Linked DNA regions of Gasterosteus aculeatus: region 1 is linked to region 2. A link is a contact called in public Hi-C data. All regions are on one chromosome and are shown on one strand. Each heading gives the region's core, a stretch centred on a gene start, on an enhancer-like site or on the middle of the called end of the contact. The rest is flanking DNA. Distances are from core to core; before and after follow the strand shown. Region 1 has its middle 46 kb from the start of LOC120825440. Region 2 holds the start of pou3f3b (POU class 3 homeobox 3b).

Region 1 (4,156 bases), core at 141-2,640, 120 kb before region 2:
AGGAGGTTGGAGGGCGGGTAAAGGGGAGGGGGAGAGAAAAAAATGAAACACAAAAGCAGCTCAGAAGCTGGAGAGCAGGGATTAGGGCGCACATGTGTAGAAGACGCTAATGCATCTTACACCAAACTTCAACCTCGGCTCCTTCCCCTTCCACCCCCCCCTCCTCAAAGCCCAGGATTAGAGCTCCCGGGCGGGCACAGGAGAAGCGCATGCAGACCCGGTCTCCACGTACTCGGGGGTTATTATCCAAGTAGCCCTTTAGCTTATTACAGGCCTCATCCTGCTAGTTTTCATCCCTTTGTGTCACATTATTTTATCCTGCCTTTGGAATACATTATATTTTCCTTAAGTTAAGATGCGGATCAGACACTTTAAGAGCCTTCGGGGGGGCTGTGGTGGGTGGGGGGGTTGCCCGGCGAGGGCGCCCCCCCCCCGTTGCCACTGCCAGCAGTCAGTCTATTTCGGGGGTTGCCAGGTTTGTGGTCACTCTTTCTTCCTCTGTGGTTTCTGGACAAAAACATTTCCCTCATCATTACCTGCTCAGTGGTAAGCGGGACGTAAGCGCTCCGAGGTTCACCGTTCACCGGATGCTGCTGCCGTGCTCCAGGGTTTAAAAATAGAGTAATTGAAGGTGTAAAAGTCTAACTAGACCTTTCACCTCATTTCTTTCCCCCCAGAAATAATTTGCCATCATATTTCTGGCGGAAAATCCCCGTTGGAAGAATTCCACCAAAAGGCAAGGAGCGGATTTCTAAAAGCAAATCCTAGTAAGAGGAGGATTTTCACCGTGGACTAACATGGCGTGTGCATGTTTATTTATTTCATTTTTTTTGCAACTTCAGCCATGCACATCATGAATAGCCCAAACCCGCAGCATCTTGCCCATAGGGGTCACTAGCACCTCACCAAAGGACTGAGGGCGCTCGATGCAACCGAGCGTGGCAGCGGGTGCACGTGGCCTTTACTATAGCACCCCATATGCTCAAACCCCACCGGCAGCCCTCACCCCAACGCGCATGCAGCATTTTCCCAGCATGCCTCGCTCTCCGTGCCGCGCGCCATTAACCTGCATTTCTTCACATGGTGGGCGACGGGGCAGTGGGCTCGTTGGCCGCGGCTCAAACCGGCCCTGATTAGCCGGAGTTACGTGGACGTCCTCTCTGCCAGAGCACGGCCCCCCCCCCCACCAACCTCTCCATGCATAAACACACACACACACACACCCGGAGGAGTAGACATGCCTCCAGCAAATCCACCCCCCGCCGTGCCCCCCGTCACCCCACACACACACCGCTAATGCAAATTAGCTCTGTGGTCAGCCAGGCTGAAAAGGCAAGAGAAGGCAGGAGCGTATGGCCGAACAGCGGGGCTGCCACCCAATCCCCCCCCCCCCACCTCATCCCTCTCCGTCACTCACACCCATGAACACACACACACACACGTACAGACCCACACAAGCCACACAAACCAATACACAATATCTGCCTTGTCAACACACCCCTGATTCCAACCCCTTCTCTCACTCCCCCGCACACACACACATACACACACACACACACACACACACACACACACACGCACACACACACACGCACCTCTCACATGTTCTTCTTCTTCTCTCCCTGTGCGGACTTATTTAACGTGCACTTTTATTCCATCTTAGAGGATAAAACACGAGGAGATTTTTTGTTCAGGAGAAACTTTGGATGGAATCGATATCTTTGGGGTTCATGCTTCAGCACGGTGCTACTGCTGATTAAAAAATGTGACATAATATTTTAATTATACTATTATGTACAGTCCATTTTTATTGTGACTTCATTCAGGGAAATCCTATAAAGTTTACCGTTTTAATACAACACACAAATAATTGTGCAAAGTACATTATTTATTATTTTCTAAATTAAAGTGTGGACAAATCATTTGTTTTTGCTGTAAAGGGGAATCCAGCATTTTCTTTAAAATACATTTTTTTGTGTTTTTTAATGTGCAGGAGAGCCACAGGTGGCAAAACCCCCCAAAATATGTTTAAAGCAAACCCAATTACCCAGTTCCACTATGCTGCTGCCACTACTAGTCCAGATTCAAGCCAAGAGGCCTGTAGTGTGTTTTAAAACTCGCTGTGAAAATGGAATTGGAAGATATTAAACATTTATTTTTACATTTACATTTGTGGACCTGACAGAATAAAAAAAGGAAATAACACACAAGTTCTGGTAAAAGTGTTTGTGTCATATTGAGTGTGATGCCATTAGAATGTTTTAAAATCCTTTTCTTCCACTTTAATAGAAAAATAAATTAATCATTATGGCTTTTTGTTGATTATATATATATGTATATATATATGTATGTATATATATATATATATATATATGTATGTGTATATATATATATATATATATATATAATATATATATATATATTCATGAAAGTACAAGCCAGTTGAGGTGGATGGCCTACTTCTTAGTGCCCCCCCCCCTCACCTTCCTACAGAGAGCTCGTCCTTTCTGGAAATACAATTAGAGCGTAACAATGTTTGTTCATGTAATTACAGACCTGCAAGTCAGCAACAATTACTGCGTAAAGTATCACCATTGCGTCTGTAGATGAAGGTAGAGGGTTTTTGGTATGAAAAGGAGTAAAACGTGGGTGTTATTGACGAGGCAAAATCTATTTTAGGGGGTGAGAAACACAGGAATTTACCCGCTGGACGAGGGTGTGACTACATTCTCTGAACATGGTGGTTAAAGTGAGCAAACTATGTAAGACGGCTGCGAAGGCCTTTTACTGTTCTAGTAACAACGTTTGCAAAACATTAAAACACAAATAGATAAAAATAGTGAAACATTTCGGATCGTGAGAAGCATTCATTACCGTTTTTTTGTTGAATACATTGACGAGCCTTTCAATGAACATTTAGCTGCTTCAGTCAGATGTTTTGCATCTAAACGTCTCAAAGCAAATACGTCGTGTTTTTCTACTGATGCAAAGATGAGAAATAAAATCTACAACAAACATGAAGGATGTCACACGTTACGATGAAAACAACAAGGCCTGTGTTTTATCCGGAGGCAGCTTCTCATCCACAGCGAAAGCCGCATCGCTCCGCCGAGGTCGGGGTCAACCATCCACACCTTAGCGAGGTCGCGACCTCGACCCCGGAGCCCCGGCCTCGGCGTTCCGGAAGAATTCCCGGAAGATTCCGTGGCGAGCGACATACACACTCAAATCCACGGCCTGCAGAACGCGCTCGGCCCTGCGCGGCTCCTCGGTGATACAAACGGTTCAGCAGCATCGGGGGGGCCTGTCGGGGGGGCAAAGAAAGGGGGCAGAGAAGAAGGGAGAGAAAACACAACAACTGATGAAAAGATGAGATGTGAAGAGGGAAAAATGTTACTTCTGGAGGCGTGTTTCTCAAACCAATGAGAACACAGCGTTTCACCTTTGTGGTGCAAAGGTCAGACTTCGCCTCAGGCCAAGTCAGCCCAGACCTAGATAAGCAACTTTCCCTCTTTTTCCCTCCACAGAGGGATAAAAGTGTGTGTGTGTGTGTGTGTGTGTGTGTGTGTGTGTGTGTGTGTGTGTGTGTGTGTGTGTGTGTGTGTGTGTGTGTGTGTGTGTGGGCGAGAGTCTGTCCGTGTGTGTGTGTGCGTGTGTGTGTGTGTGTGTTAAAAAGGCCAAACCGAGCTCATGCAGATGGAGGCTGTGCACTAAAGAGGCCGTTAGCGGCGTCGTGGGAGAGTTCGCTCAAAGTGACACCCGGACCCTCGCTCTCCGTCTCCTCCTCCTCCTCCTCCTCCGTCTCCTCCTCCGTCTCCTCCTCCTCCTCTCCTTCGTCTCCCTTTTCTTAACTGCTAGATTTCCACTTGCAGGGCAGAGAAGACTCGTCCTTACTAATCATGCACTGCTCCACAGAAAGAGTAAATATGGTACATAGATTCAATACAAAAAGGAAATCTGATTTTTTTTTTAAATCAGGAAAAATAAAGACAAACTGAATAATAATTATGTAACTTATGCAAAACGTTTTTTGTGGCTACTAAAAATGGTCCATTTTCTTTTTGGGGACATAATTCAAATATTTCTTACAAAATTAAGCTTTATTAGCACAAAAAGGATTCATTTTTTTCTTCATGTATTCAAAGTTGTTTAAAAC
Region 2 (4,549 bases), core at 1,943-4,442:
TTTTGGTGGCGCAGATGGAGTCGTTCCGTCACTGGCGCGGGACACCGAGCCCCTTTTCATCTCGACCCCAGTGCACAAACATACAGCTTAATGCGACTAGTGTTCCCCCCTTTTATGGGGCTCACCATGGCTACCGAGCGCCGGGCTCAGAAATGCACTCCCCCGTCAACGGGGAGAGTTAACCCGTGAGAAAAAAACACACACACACACACACAACCCTCAGCGGCGTACTGCGAAAACCAACTGACTTCTTCCTCCGCGGAGATTCCATTTCATGTGCCAATAGGTCCTCAGAGGTGGAAAACGCGGCTGGAAGTTGTGACTGAAACGGTTATTGTCTTAAATAAATAAATAACCGCCTGTGGGCACGTCTCTCTGGCTCGTTAAATGTTTACACATCCGTCGTTTTGGTTTGACATTTCTTAACATTTCGCTTCTTGAACAACTCAGCAACGCGCAGAACAATCCGGTCCGCGTGCACTAACATTGCGGGCTATTTATGAGCATTTGGTCCAGAGGCTCGCGCGCATCAACTTTAAACAAACTTTGCAGCCGCGAGATAGATTTATATTAAACGATTTCAGATTGCACTTGCCTACGCGATCCCTCTGGAGGATTCAACCGAGGGGTCTCTCTCTCTCTCCCTCCCCTCCCTCCCTCCCTCTCTCTCTTTCTCTGCTTAAAATGTGATTGATTGCACTTTTCTTTGGCGGACATTCACTGCAAAATCGCGCAGCTTCTCCATCTGCCCGATATTTATATAAAAAGCAGAGGCGCAAAAGCAAACGGCGGCGCGCGCATTGATTTTTACGCATTCCGGGTAAACGTGGGGAGAGAAAAAAAAAGGGGACGACGCATTTGCAATTTTCGGTTGAAAATATACGAGAATATGAGTCATGCTTGTCGCAAAAGGCTGAAATCTCGGGTAAAGCAGTGCGCAAGGACGCGGGCGCGGTTCAACCCTCACGTTCAGCACGCGTAAAAAGAACTGCTCGCGGATCGTCGTCGTCTTACCTTGTGTCCAAGAAAAGGGAAATAGCTTCACATTGTGCACCCGTGGCTTGTCAATGGTTATCTCCCTTTCCCTACGACTCGGTGCTCCCTAAGATTTTCTTTCCTCTGCCTCAACTGAGCAGGAGCCCTCCTCGGCTCCCGCTATTATTTTCACTAAAATATATGAAAATTTATGCAAATGAAAATCAGCACTAACTGTTCGTCTCTTGTTATACTTGGGGATGATTTTTTTTTTCCTCTCCCCCCTTTCTTTCTTTTTTTTTTTTTATTTTGCATACAAAATAAATGAACTCCCCCAGCAGGGAACTTGGGGACCTTTTATAATAAGCAAATAAATAATAAACACATCATATATCAGAGAGGGGTTTTGTATCACAGCGCGGTGGTTTCGGTGAGCATTTCTGAAATGCCGTTTCACTCTCCTCTCATGTTTAGCGTGTATTATTTTCATTTTAAGGGGGTTTTCTAGTGCGAGGAGCCTTTTCTCTGCATACTCGCGTTTCTGTTGGCCGCCCGAGACGCACGTTAACGCGCGCGGCGCGGGTTGAACGGCAGTAATTTAGACAGAAATCCTCAATGTATATTAATGAACAGAGGGCCCCATGGTCCTGGCCCCGAGCCTGCCTATTCAATGTAAACAAATCCACGAGGCTCCCTCGGTTTTGAGCCCGGTCCAAATCAAATCTACTGGGATGAGGAGAGGGAGGGGGGGGCGGGGTGTACTGGCATGGAGTACACAGTACTCCTCTGCCGTGTATTTGCCCTTAAATCCCTCCTGCAATAAAAATCTTTGCGTCATCTTTGATTCGAGAGCTTACGCGCCGGTGTTTGGGGTTACGCGCGACATGCAGCTCTAACCTTTGTACAAAACGCAGTTAATCCTGTCAGAGGATCACCTGCCACAGGCCCCGTTCTGTCCAGGTGCGCTCAACAGGCGGCTGACACCCCGCGAAACGAATGGGTGCCGCGCGAGCCTCATGGCTGGCCCTTATTACCACCCATGGGTGCGTCCAAACAGGCGCAGGGGTCCCACGCACCCAACAAAGGCCTCATTCATTACCGGGGCGATGTTGTCATCTGGAGGGATGGTGTGGGTGATCTCTAGACTGTTTCCCCCCCTTCTCCTCCTTCTTTCCTTTCTTCTTCGTGAGCTTCTTCTTCTTCTTCTTCTGCTGCTGCTCAGCAAACGTTTGCAGCACCGCCACCCTGCACGCGCAACCCCCCCCCCCCCCCCCCCCCCCAGGGCTGCTCAATTTGCGCGTGTTGTTGTTGCCACTTTCTCTTTCACTGTGCTTCACTGAGGTTTCCGCATGGAAGCCTCCCCGTAACCTTTGTTCCTTGAGGAGCCCACGTTGCACAGGCTCATGTCTGCAGCGCACTTCCTCCCTGCGTTGGTTTTCACTTTTGCCGCTCCGTGTTTCTGTGTGCAGCGTCACGGTTTCCCTCCGCGTTAACAACCACGACCCTCCACGGAATGTCTTTGCTTTCATATGCTCATAAACATTTAACCGGAGCTTGTGAATTATGCCAAATCCTTTTTTTTAACTGCCAATCTACCAATTCGAACCCACTCACGCGCATCGTGCATATCACAGGATGAAGCGTTTACCATCCGGTTAGAACCAATAGACGCCTTATTCTAACACACAGCCAGCTCATTACGTGTTATTAATAGCATACAATGCACTTGTGTATGTTTTGAACTGGTGCTTTTTATTAGTCCTAGATGTGTTTGTGTAGAATAACATAAAAAAATAGAATTGTATTAATTCGTTATATTATATTCAACCTAATGCTTTCCAACAAGTGTAAGTATATTAATGTGCTTAATGTGATGGTGGTTTGAATCATGACGATCACAGAGGTCACAACCAGAGGTCACCGTTTTATATAGTGTCTGTTTGTGTACTAATACCTCAGTACTATTTACCACCAAGTTGTGTTCCCTGTTTTGTTTGGACTGCAATTAGAAACCAGCCAATTGGAACCGCCGGAAGGAGGGCTCCTGCGCCCCGGGCGAGGCTGGCGAGACCTGTCAATCACAGCCCGGGTAACCAATCAACGGGGACGCACGGGGGTAAAACATCCGCGCGTCGCCGGGCTCGCCGCGGAGGGCGGAGGAAAGGGGGCGGGGGCAGGGGGGGCGGGACTACGCGGCCTGTCAGGGAGAGAGAGAGAGAGAGAGAGAGAAGTGCGGAGAGAGAACAAGCGAATGAGAGGAGAGGCTCGCGAGCAGCGCCGTCCGCTGTTCCACCGGATTGTACTTCATCGGGAGTTTGCGGTTTGGCAGGTTTATATACATCAAAACAGAACAAAGAGAGAGGCTCCACAGTGGTATAAAAGAAGAGAGGGGAAAGAATAAAGCGGGGGAGAAATCTCGGCGACTGAATTACAAAAGAACTAAGGACACTCTGCTAATGTTTTTCACATCCAGAGGGGACATAAACCGGGACTTTGTACGCTGTGGACAATTTGCAAGGCTTTTTTGTTTGTTTTTGGCGAGCACCTAAAGTTTGTATGGGACGAGGCTTTTTTTTTTTTCTTCCTGTATATTTGAATTTTAATGCTCGCAGTTCACCACCCCGGTGCGAAACTTTCTGAGCGGACTGCACATGGTTTCAAAGGGCTTCGGGAAAACTGGATTTTTATGCGCCGACACCCGCGCTCGCCTAGAATGCAGTAAACACCGGCGAGGATTTTATTCCGTTTTCTGCCACCGCTTTTGAAGCTTTTTCCGCGTTTTTACGCGCGTCGATGGTAGTGCCCAAAACCTACTCATACTTTTAAAGTTTGAATAATTCATGAGATACAATTCGCCTGCTCGAAAGAAGTGACTGTAAAAAGGGAGGGTGGAGGGGGGGGGTTATCCACAAACATATTCATAAGGGCTGACGGAATGGCCACCGCGGCTTCCAATCCTTATCTGCCCAGCAATAGCATCTTATCGTCCGGCTCCATCGTGCACTCTGACTCCGGAGGTGGTGGAATGCAGCCGGGCAGCGCTGCGGTTACCTCGGGCTCCGGGGTGTACAGGGGGGACCCCTCGGTCAAGATGGTACAGAGTGACTTTATGCAAGGCGCGATGGCAGCGAGCAACGGGGGGCACATGCTGAGCCATGCCCACCAGTGGGTGACATCCCTCCCGCACGCCGCGGCGGCCGCGGCAGCAGCCGCCGTGGCCGCGGCCGAAGCCGGATCGCCGTGGTCGTCGAGTCCTGTCGGCATGACGGGCAGCCCTCAGCAGCAGGACGTGAAAAACTCCGGCAGAGACGATCTACACACGGGCACCGCTCTGCACCACAGGCCGCCCCACTTAGCCCCGCACCAGACACACGCCGGCGGTTGGGGGAGCGCGACTGCCGCTCACATCAACTCCATATCCGGGGGACAGCAGCAGCAGCAGCAGCAGCAGCAGCAGTCGCTGATCTACTCCCAGCCGGGCGGGTTCACCGTGAACGGGATGCTGAGTCCGGGGAGCCAGAGCCTGGTGCACCCGGGCTTGGTGAGGGGGGACACCCCGGATCTGGACCACGGC

Evidence for each region. A called contact is a pair of places that touch in the nucleus more often than the background predicts.
Region 1: a Hi-C map of skeletal muscle shows a contact between it and region 2, with 5 times the contacts expected there. The contact joins the enhancer-like site here to the promoter of pou3f3b in region 2. A contact is called at or near these places in 2 of 6 Hi-C or Micro-C datasets (skeletal muscle and whole body).

What each region holds. Positions count from the first base shown.
Region 1 is chr1:29,629,860-29,634,015 of fGasAcu3.hap1.1, reverse strand. No RefSeq gene overlaps it. Among protein-coding and RNA genes, the nearest start is that of LOC120825440, 46 kb to the left of the region's middle. Within about 2 kb of position 1,390, at least 1 of the 9 cell types and tissues checked has open chromatin away from gene starts, as enhancers often do.
Region 2 is chr1:29,512,611-29,517,159 of fGasAcu3.hap1.1, reverse strand. It overlaps pou3f3b (POU class 3 homeobox 3b), which reads left to right and starts at 3,192. Exons shown (of 3, transcript XM_078102375.1): 1 at 3,192-4,549. The coding sequence starts at 3,911. LOC144406627 (a long non-coding RNA gene) reads right to left here and starts at 2,935. Exons shown (of 3, transcript XR_013467636.1): 1 at 1,015-2,935.